Linked DNA regions of Mus musculus: region 2 is linked to region 1. Evidence: chromatin contacts called from public promoter capture Hi-C data. All regions are on one chromosome and are shown on one strand. The core of a region is the stretch at or near the end of the contact, and the rest is flanking DNA. Distances in the headings are between cores, read along the strand shown. Region 1 holds the start of Septin6 (septin 6). Region 2 holds the start of Slc25a5 (solute carrier family 25 (mitochondrial carrier, adenine nucleotide translocator), member 5).

The links. Capture Hi-C pulls out chosen DNA fragments and counts their contacts.
Region 2: a promoter capture Hi-C map of adipose tissue shows a contact between it and region 1. The contact joins the promoter of Slc25a5 here to the promoter of Septin6 in region 1. A contact is called at or near these places in 3 of 39 promoter capture datasets (the SN4741 cell line, hippocampal neurons and pre-B cells), 2 of 484 Hi-C or Micro-C datasets (embryonic stem cells and erythroblasts), 3 of 115 datasets of contacts at active chromatin or transcription factors (effector CD8 T cells, memory CD8 T cells and pro-B cells) and 3 of 9 other capture datasets (adipose tissue, liver and pancreatic islet).

Annotation. Positions count from the first base shown.
Region 1 is chrX:36,986,940-36,991,488 of GRCm38.p6, reverse strand. Septin6 (septin 6) reads left to right here and starts at 1,794. Exons shown (of 10, transcript NM_019942.5): 1 at 1,794-2,110. The coding sequence starts at 2,081.
Region 2 is chrX:36,792,844-36,797,392 of GRCm38.p6, reverse strand. Slc25a5 (solute carrier family 25 (mitochondrial carrier, adenine nucleotide translocator), member 5) reads right to left here and starts at 1,796. Exons shown (of 4, transcript NM_007451.4): 1 at 1,552-1,796; 2 at 64-550. The coding sequence starts at 1,662.

The DNA of each region.
Region 1 (4,549 bases), core at 545-3,044:
TGTGGGATGTGTATGTAGGGGCTAGAGGCAGGCATGACTCTTCACAGGGTCCCCACAACCTCCATCCAGCACAACCCTCCTTGTAGCAGCTCTTAAGTCTGTTTTCAACCAAATCCCATGCCAGTAACAGAGCTCGGCCCAGGCCCTTTGTCATCTACTATGTGCCAGCCTTTGTCAGGGGAAGACTCAAAGGCTACCTACTGGAGGCCTAGCCTGGAAGCAGCCAGCGCCTCTGCTTCCCCACCCCCATCCGGTTGAGGCCCAAACCTTAAAGCAGTTCCTCAATTTTAGTCTTGGCTTTATATGTTTGTACTACATCAGTCCAGGGCCTAGGCCTTCCCCCAAGTGGTCCTGGGGGTCTCAGAAATTACAGCTGCTTCTCTTCCTTGATACCGTCACCCACCCTGTGGCCTCTGACTGTTCCAGGCTCTTCTCTTTTAGCCCACTCTCTTGAGTATCTAGAACATTGATGAAACAGGGATCACTTAATGGGATCCTGCTTTCAGCACTGGGGACACGTTTCAGAGAGTCCTTGTGCTCAGGATGTAGAGGTTACTTGAAGAGTCCCCGAGAGAACACGAGAAGCATTCACTGCTGGGTGCAGTGCAGGACCAGGGCAGTTCTATTGTAGACACTTTGGTTCCCTGCTTCTGCTCTCCCTATACTTTCTAGGCCTGGTCTTTGTGTGAGATCCCTCTCCCTGGTTCTTTCTTGTTTTCTGCTGTCCCCTCCTCAGGAGAGAGACCTAAGATCCTATCGTTCTGAAGTGGGGGCCTCCTGGGCCTTTGAGAAACCATATCTCACCAAGTTCATCAATCATACGGAGCCAACAAAAAAGCCAATCCCAAGACAGAGAGAGAGAGAAGAGGAGAGGGGTGGACTCCAAGGCTAGGGAGGTGGGAAGCATGCCAGGAAGAGGGCCACCAATGGCAGTTGTCTGGGAGGAAAAGGAGAGCAGGCAGGCATCTTTCTAGCCTTTGGATGTTATGAGCTGTCCCAGGTCAGCCATATGGTCCTGGGATGAATAAGTATTGAGGAACGATTGGAACTGGACAGAATGATTACCCCTCCTGTATCTGCATCTGCCTCAACAGAGCTAGAGACCTTCAGTTCCCATTCTTAGACTCCCTTCTGGCTTCTAACCTAAAAGGTGGGATGTTCTGCATCCCTGTTCGCCCTGTTCATACTGAGAGGAGGGACCAGAGTGGGACCAGTGACGTCAGTTTCTATTTGGTACAGTAGTGGAGAGCTGGGCTCCTACTGCACCTCAGGACAGGAGCGATGTCCTCCACAAGTCCCAGCTCAGTTGTGGGGCTGCACTGCAGCTCCCCAGTTAATGCTCCATTTCTAAGCTGTAATGTGGTGGCGCTGCAGGTGCTGCAACCCCTGTCCTGCCACCGCCCCTCCCCAACCCAAGGAGATAACAGGATTAGTTAGGGTAGACTACGGGAAAGCACTGACACTCCAGAGACCAATGCTCCCACCCAGGCACCCAGGGTTCTCAGTTGGGAGCACAAGAGGTTATGGGGGCTGGGAAAAGAAAGCGGACTGCAGATCTCAGCCTAGGAGCAAAGAGTAGGAGGGGGAGGAGCCAGGACACCCTTCCAGCCTCAGGTCTGGGGGCTCAGGGATGTAAAGGAAAACAGGGTGTGTGTGTGTGTGTGTGTGTGTGTGTGTGTGTGTGTGTGTGTGACAATTCAGCAGAGGTCGGGACGTACCACGGAGCCCAGTAGCGGCAGGGAGGGGGGGGGGCGGAGGACGTGGTCACCGAGGGGAGCCCCCGCCCCCTTCACAGAGGCCGAGACTCGGGTTGCAGAGAGAACTGGAACTGGGCTCGCCCTAGGGGAAGGCAGCGCGGCCAATCCGTCCCCTCCCCACACCTACTCTGAGGGGGTGGGTGATAGAGGAGAGGTTGGGGTTGGAGCAGCGGTGAGGGGGCCCCTCCCTGGCACCTCCCTCCACCAGACTTGGTCGCGCCCGAAGTGTAACACTTTCTCTTTGTCGGAGGAGCTCTTCTGTTTCCTGTGCAGCAGCTCCCGTTGCGGAGGCACCCGAAGCAGCCCTGGCGGACCAAGGAGCGATGGCAGCGGCCGATATAGCTCGCCAGGTGGTGAGTGTAGGGCTTGGATACCAGTCCCCGGGCTAGGGGTTGAGGGTGTGGGGCTGGGGACGGCCGAGCAGACTTGGTTGCGGCTCGACTACCACCACTACCACGAGGAGGGCAATGGGGTAGCATCCAGGAGCAAAGAGGCAAGGCGGGACTTTTTGCTCCTGGGGTCAGCGGCTCAGTCTACTCTCCCCGCAGCATGTCCTGGAGACCTGTGTTGGCGGGAGGGTGGGGGGGCGGGAGGGTTGGAGAAGCATACTGGCGGGCAGCTGAACTTGCATCGCCGGAGAGAGCTGCAGTGAGCGCCTCCGCCTCCCTTGCTGCAGCTGCGGCCCCGCCGCTGGGGCGTTGCCGAATGAATGGCAGCATGGGTCTGGAGCCCTCCGGGGCCCCTGTCCTCTTAGCTTGGGAGCGCCCCTGCCACAGCTGCCTGCTGGGACTCCAGCTTGCTCAGATAGAGGGGCGCGGAGCTGGGGGGTAGCCCGGGACCTAAGGCAGAGTGTGGTGAGGGGGGCGGGGAGGTGACTAGCTGGAGTAGGGTTTCTCCATATGCATTATATACGTGACTGCGTCTGTATGGGTATCAGCGTGTGCGCATATATGTGCATGCGCGCCCTCCTGCCTTCCCCGTGGCAGGGTTATGTGACCCTAAATGAGTTGGCCTGTTTCTGTGTGCTCACCTCTACGGTGTGTGTCCCTGTGTTCCAATGCTGTGTCCACTTGTGCTGTGTCCCACGGGGTCCCATTTGTGTATCTGTGGAAGGGAGGGAGGGATGCAGTTTATCCCAGCCTGTAGGTGGCTGGTTGGGTATTTTGGCACGTTCCTGGACGGTTCCCTGAGCGTCGGTCTTGGGTTCAGTGTACATGGGTTTATATGCTAAAACCTGTGGCGCTAACATCTTTCTGTAGAGACCAACGAGAACAGTGTGAGACTTGCAGAAGCAGTGTTCTCTCTTTCGGTAGCGATCAACTCTGGAGGAAAAAAAAAATCATCTTAAAAAACTAAAGTTTTCCAGCCTGGGATGTGCAGAGAAATCATACCCAGGAACCCGAGGTTCCATGTTTGTTTGTTTTAGGTCTGAAGTTTGCTTACAAAGATGAAAAGTGGTGACAATTCCACCAGCGCATCAGCACAATAAGCTGAAGCAGAATGAGGTAGAAGGCAGCCAGGCATAGCCCACTACCCCAAATACTGCTGGATGAAAAATGATAACCCTGTAACCTCCCATTTATGAACAGCCTGTGCAATGAGACTCCTGTGCAAAAGGAGGGGGTGGGGAGCAGCCTCTGGGGAGTTGGTGTAATTGCAATTGATTTGTTGTCTAAATCTGAGTCTCCAATCTGATAGCATTTTCTCTACAGATAAAGAAGTTTATTCCATTTCCTGTCTGGCTTTGGAAGGACGGGGTGGTTTATTCGAAACCTAATCCACCCCGTGTACAGCCCAGCCTTATGCAGCCATGGTGTAGAAGGTAGAGGCAGTTGTGAGACGCTGCTTGACAATGATGGAATTTGAGAGATTTCTCAAGATTGATGCTGTGATATTTGTTGCTTCTAGTGTTTTGAGGACAACCAGGGTGACTTTCTTATCTGCATTCTAAAGATGCTATAGTTTTAAGAAGATGAATCCATCTCCTGGCTTATACTTGCTCTATCCTTAGTGACAAAAACAAAAAACCCACAACACTATAATGATTTTTTTTCTTGCTTTAATGAATTTGCATTGACCTGCCCTCACCTCACCAGTCTCCCTTGCCTGGATTAGGATTGCAAGGCTGATGATGGTGAGGGAGAAGATTCCAGAAGGTTGCTTCACCTTAGGCACAACTCCAACAATCCAGAGATCACCTTTGTTCTGCAGATGGGGAGGGCAGCAAGGGGGTGGTTTGGGGGTGTCCCTTGATTTTGCTTTGGGGTGGCTCCACTTTGCTCTGGCTGGCCTTACCACATTGTAAACTGAAAAACATAATTGTATGGCAAATTCTGGAGCAGACCGAGCATTTGAGACTTTGTTATCATGATAAGTGGGTCTCTGGGAAAACTGACGTCACTCTCCATGCTTCCCTCCCTCAAGCCAGCGAAGCTCTTATTTATGTGTCATTTGTCTCTCTGCTTTCCTTTGTGTCTGCAAAAAGTTGTAATTCACCAGGGGAAGCTGGAATTAACTCAAGAGTCTTTGGGTGGCTCGTTGCTTCTGGTTTCTTCAAAGGAGCATGTGTCTAGGGCTTGGGAAGAGAAGACCAGCGAGCCAGGCTATGTGTGGCAAATTTAGAAGTTCTTCTTAGTAAATTCTGAGGCATGGTGAGAGACTGTCTTGGTATGTGTGTTTCAGCGTCTTCACGGATTCCCTGGAGGGTCACTGCCATCAAACATTGTTAGTGGTAAACCTGGCACGGCAGTTGTTGGGCAGGGCCTACATTTGGCCCTTTGGAAATTTGTAAT
Region 2 (4,549 bases), core at 547-3,046, 190 kb after region 1:
GTTCCTATAACTGCAAATAAGTACCCACATCTCCCACAGCCTCTAAGCAAATAGCAAACTTACCCTTTGCAGTGTCATAGATACCAAAGTAGGCAGCTCGGTAGATGATAATGCCCTGTACTGACACATTAAAGCCTTGGTACAGGCCCTTAATCCCATCAGATTTGTAGATCTTAACCAGGCAGTCACCAAGGCCTTTGAATTCCCTTTCAGCTCCAGCTTTGCCCACATCAGCTGCTAGACGGGTACGGGCAAAATCAAGAGGGTACACAAAGCACAAGGATGTAGCCCCAGCGGCACCACCTGATGCCAGGTTCCCTGCAAAGTAGCGCCAGAACTGGGTCCTCTTGTCCACACCACCCAGAAAGATCTGCTTGTATTTATCTTTGAAGGCAAAGTTGAGAGCCTGGGTGGGGAAGTATCTGATGACATTGGCCAGGTTCCCACGCCAGAAGGACAGGACTCCCTGTTCCTTGGGGATACGAACCACGCAGTCTATGATGCCCTTGTATTGCTTATCTGCCGTGATTTGCTTGCTGGCATGCTGCACCTGATGGATAGGAAGAAGGCAATAGGGACAGTTATAATCACAGAGAAGGGGAAAGGGAAGAACACACACATAAAATCGTTAAGGTTCGTTCCCCTTTCTCCAAATCTAGCTTTCAGAATCACATGAGCTGGACAATTCTAACTGCTGACACTACTGGGGGGCGTAGGGGAAGTGTTTAAGAATTGAGCAGCACCATCAGAAGTAGTAAGTCTCGACTTCTGTGAGTGAGGCACCCTCAAGCGTACCTATGACCTTTAGACCAGGAAGAAAGGTCATTCCTTCCAGATCAGGTTCAGAAGCATTAGGGTGGGACCTGCATAGGACACGGTCACCTTGGTGACCAGTCAACTTCTCTAGTCTCCGGAGCTGCTCCCTTTCCGCCCCACCCCCACTCCTGTCGGGAGGGGTGGCGGTGACGACGACTAAACGCTCGCCCGCGAGCGCCCCCTAGAGGCAGTGCGCGGCGAGCGCGCGGCAGGAAGGCTGGCGAGGGGCTGCGCGGGGGCGGACGTAGCCGGCACATGCTCTTCCCGGCGTCCACTTCCGGCCTGCCGGCCGGCGAGCCCACACCGCGTTGTTCGCCGGCTGCGTGGCCGCAGAACCGGTCCGCGTGGCCTGCCCAAAGCTGTAATCTCCTTGCCGTGACCTTGAGGTTTTCGGTCAGGCCAGGTACTCTGTTTTCCAGCGCCTGCTTTCAGGCCTATTGCCCTTGCCTCTAAATCCGGGCTAGACAGAGCCTCTCGGGCAACCCCATCCTAGTTCTCTGTGCCGGGGATGGCCCTGAGCGCCTCTGGTCCCTCTGGTCCCGACCACTTGCGACACTCAAACTCCAGGTCCTTAAAGGCGCCTTCCTCCCGGTTGCCTTTCGATCTGACACTGGCTAGGCCCGGCCTTCACCTTGCCCCCAAATCTAAAGACTGAGCCCCACTTTTCCGCTAGGGTACCCCCTTTCTGTGCAGATCCTTTACTTCCTGCCTGGGCCCCTCGATCTCAGAACGTACCTGCAGCAGCAGCTTGACCCTCTCGATGGGTGCTACCGCTGTCTTGGAGATGGCTGCGGCCACTCCACCGGCCAAGAAGTCCTTGGCGAAGGACACAGCGGCATCTGTCATGTTGAAAGCAAAAAAAGAAGAGGCAGGCGAGTGCGGGACAGGGCTGGGTTGACAACCGGCTTTGACTCCCGGGCTCTGGGGCGGAGCAAAGCAAATGGCCGACTTATATAGCGGCAGCCAGGCGGTGAGCTGCCGGCGTAAGGGGCGGGCCAAGGCGGGCGCCCAGTACTGGCGCGCGGAATGGCAGAGCTGCTGAGTGGCTCGGGACACGCGGGAGGAGCCTGGGAGGTCGCCCTGTCAGCCTCGCTTGCCCTTGGCACCTGATCAGGCCAGAGTAAGAAAAGGCTGCAAGGAGTACCTACAACTGGGGGACCTGGACCCTAAGAAGTGTCAGGGAATAGCGAGGAAGGGTGAAGATAAGTGCCCAAACGACAAGACAAGCAAAACAAACAAACAAACAAACAAACAAACAAACAAAAAACAAGAAAAACCAACCCAGGCCTAGGGTGAAGACGATTCAGACAGACAAAACCTCCCCAAACTTAAGGAATCGAGATAAATATCTAATGGTATGTTAATCGATTTCATTCAAACACACTTAAGGTCTGCAGTTCACTCACCCATTTTTGTAACGAAAATTAATTGTAGAACCAGGACTGGAATTACAGTGAGGTACATGAACCAAGGTCATACTAGTACAGGATGGGATCCCTGTCTGTCAAGTTCTTAACATTAACAATCCAAGGATTTTTGCATTGGTTTTGAGTTTTTAAAACATCACATTATACATGAAATTCATTTATCTTGGTGGCTGAGGGGTTCTGTGTCAAGTTCTGTGAACTTCACTACCTAGACCTGACACTGCTTTGAACAATGTCTTCAGAGCCAGAGAAAACTGAGGTACCTACCAGCAGGATGCGATCCCGGCAGCATACCCCAGACTGAGGTACCTACCAGCAGGGTGCGATCCTGGCAGCATACCCCAGACTGGTTTGCAAATAGCTTAACAAAGATCTTTCAGGGAATTGGCCTTGGAAAGTCCAAAGGACAGACTCAAGGTGAGGAAATCATTTTAATTGGAAGCCAAATACAGAGCACACCCAGAAGGATAAGAGGCTGAAAAGGTTAACATTGCAGTTGGCAGTTGACTCCAGACACCAAGTAAAGTGCTCTTCGATTGTTAGATTGCTGAACTCCCACGGTAGTGGCAATGGACCTGTGTTCCCTGAGCCCCTTAATGCTGAGCCGAGTAAATATTTGCTACAAACGACCTGAAGATCAGGAATCCTCCCTCATGTTCAGGACAGAAGCAGATAATGTGATCACCAAACTGCTTTCTAAACAACCAGTGTTTATTTTATAGAAATAAAGGCGTCAGTTGAAAACTTAGCTGCATCTGACCCATAGGTGTCCAACCTTCAAAATTCCCAAAGGTGAAATGCCAGTGTACCTGTCCATGCTTAAGACATAGTAGATGTTTTAGTTAGGGCTTCTTTGATTTCTGTGATAAAACACCGTGACCCAAAACAACTTCAGGAGAGAGGGCTTATTTCATCTCTTTTTTTAAGGTTTACTTGTGATATGTAAATATACTGTAGCTGTCTTCAACACACCAGAAGAGGGCATCAGATCTCATTACAGATGGTTGTGAGCCACCATGTGGTTGCTGGGATTTGAACTCAGGACCTCTGGAAGAGCAGTCAGTGCTCTTAACCGCTGAGCCATCTCCGCAGCCCAGGCTTATTTCATCTTACAGCATGTAGTCCAAGCTGTAAGCAAGAACTCAGATAGGAAACCTAGAGGCAGGTGTTGCAGAGGCTTTGGAGGAGAACTGCTTACTGGCTTGCTCCCAATGGCTTGCTCAGCATGTTTTCTTGTAGCATGCCCACCAGCCCAGTGGTGGCCCCACCCACAATGAGCCGGGCCTACTCATATCAATCATCAAACAAGAAAGTGCACCACAGGGTTACCCAAGGGTCAGCCTGGTGAAGGCATTTTCTCAACTGAGCTTTCCTTCTCAGATGACGCCAGCTTGTGTCAAGTTGACATAAGACTAGCCAGCACAGTCACTTGCCCTCTCCTACCTCTATATCTGTCCACTTACAGCTTCCTCGAGGGTTTCAGGCCCTTCTAAGGGTAGAGTTTGTTACTTGTTAGCTCCAAGCTACTTAACAATACAAAATCATGGACACATTCCATATAGGGGTTCCAAGGCACATTCTCCTTTTCCTTAGAAGTTTCTGTGAACTACCTTATTTGAGCCAGTATGTCTACTACTTGCATGTGAGACCTGTGCTCTAGTGCGGAGCTACAATCCCAGCCCCTAGGTTTTTATTTGATACTAATAGCATAGTAATAATGAGTTCCATCATCACCTCTTTACACATGTCTGTCATATAGGTTGCTCATATCTACCCCTCATTACTCCCTTTCACTGGTTCCTACCATCTTCCTTTACCATCTTCCTTTATACATTTGTGCCATTTATGTACACACACACAGACACATTTAAACCCAGATTCTACATATGAGAAAAAGCTGCAACATTCATCTTTCTGAGTCTGCCTTATTCCACTTAACAAGATGGCCTCAGAGTACATTTGTTTTCCTGCAAATAACATAGTCTTCTTCTTCTTCTTCTTCTTCTTCTTCTTCTTCTTCTTCTTCTTCTTCTTCTTCTTCTTCTTCTTCTTCTTCTTCCTCCTCCTCTTCCTCCTCCTCCTCCTCCTCCTCCTCCTTCTTCTCTTTTTCCAGAGCTGAGGACTGAACCCAGGGCCTTGCGCTTGCTAGGCAAGCCTCTACCACTGAGCTAAATCCCCAACTCCAATTTTGTTCTTCTTTAAAGCATAATAAAATTTCATTGTCAGACACATAGCTGGCAGACTTTTGCTCCCGTTCTGTGGGCTGCCTGTCTGTTCACTCTGTACATTGATTCCTTTGCTGTGAA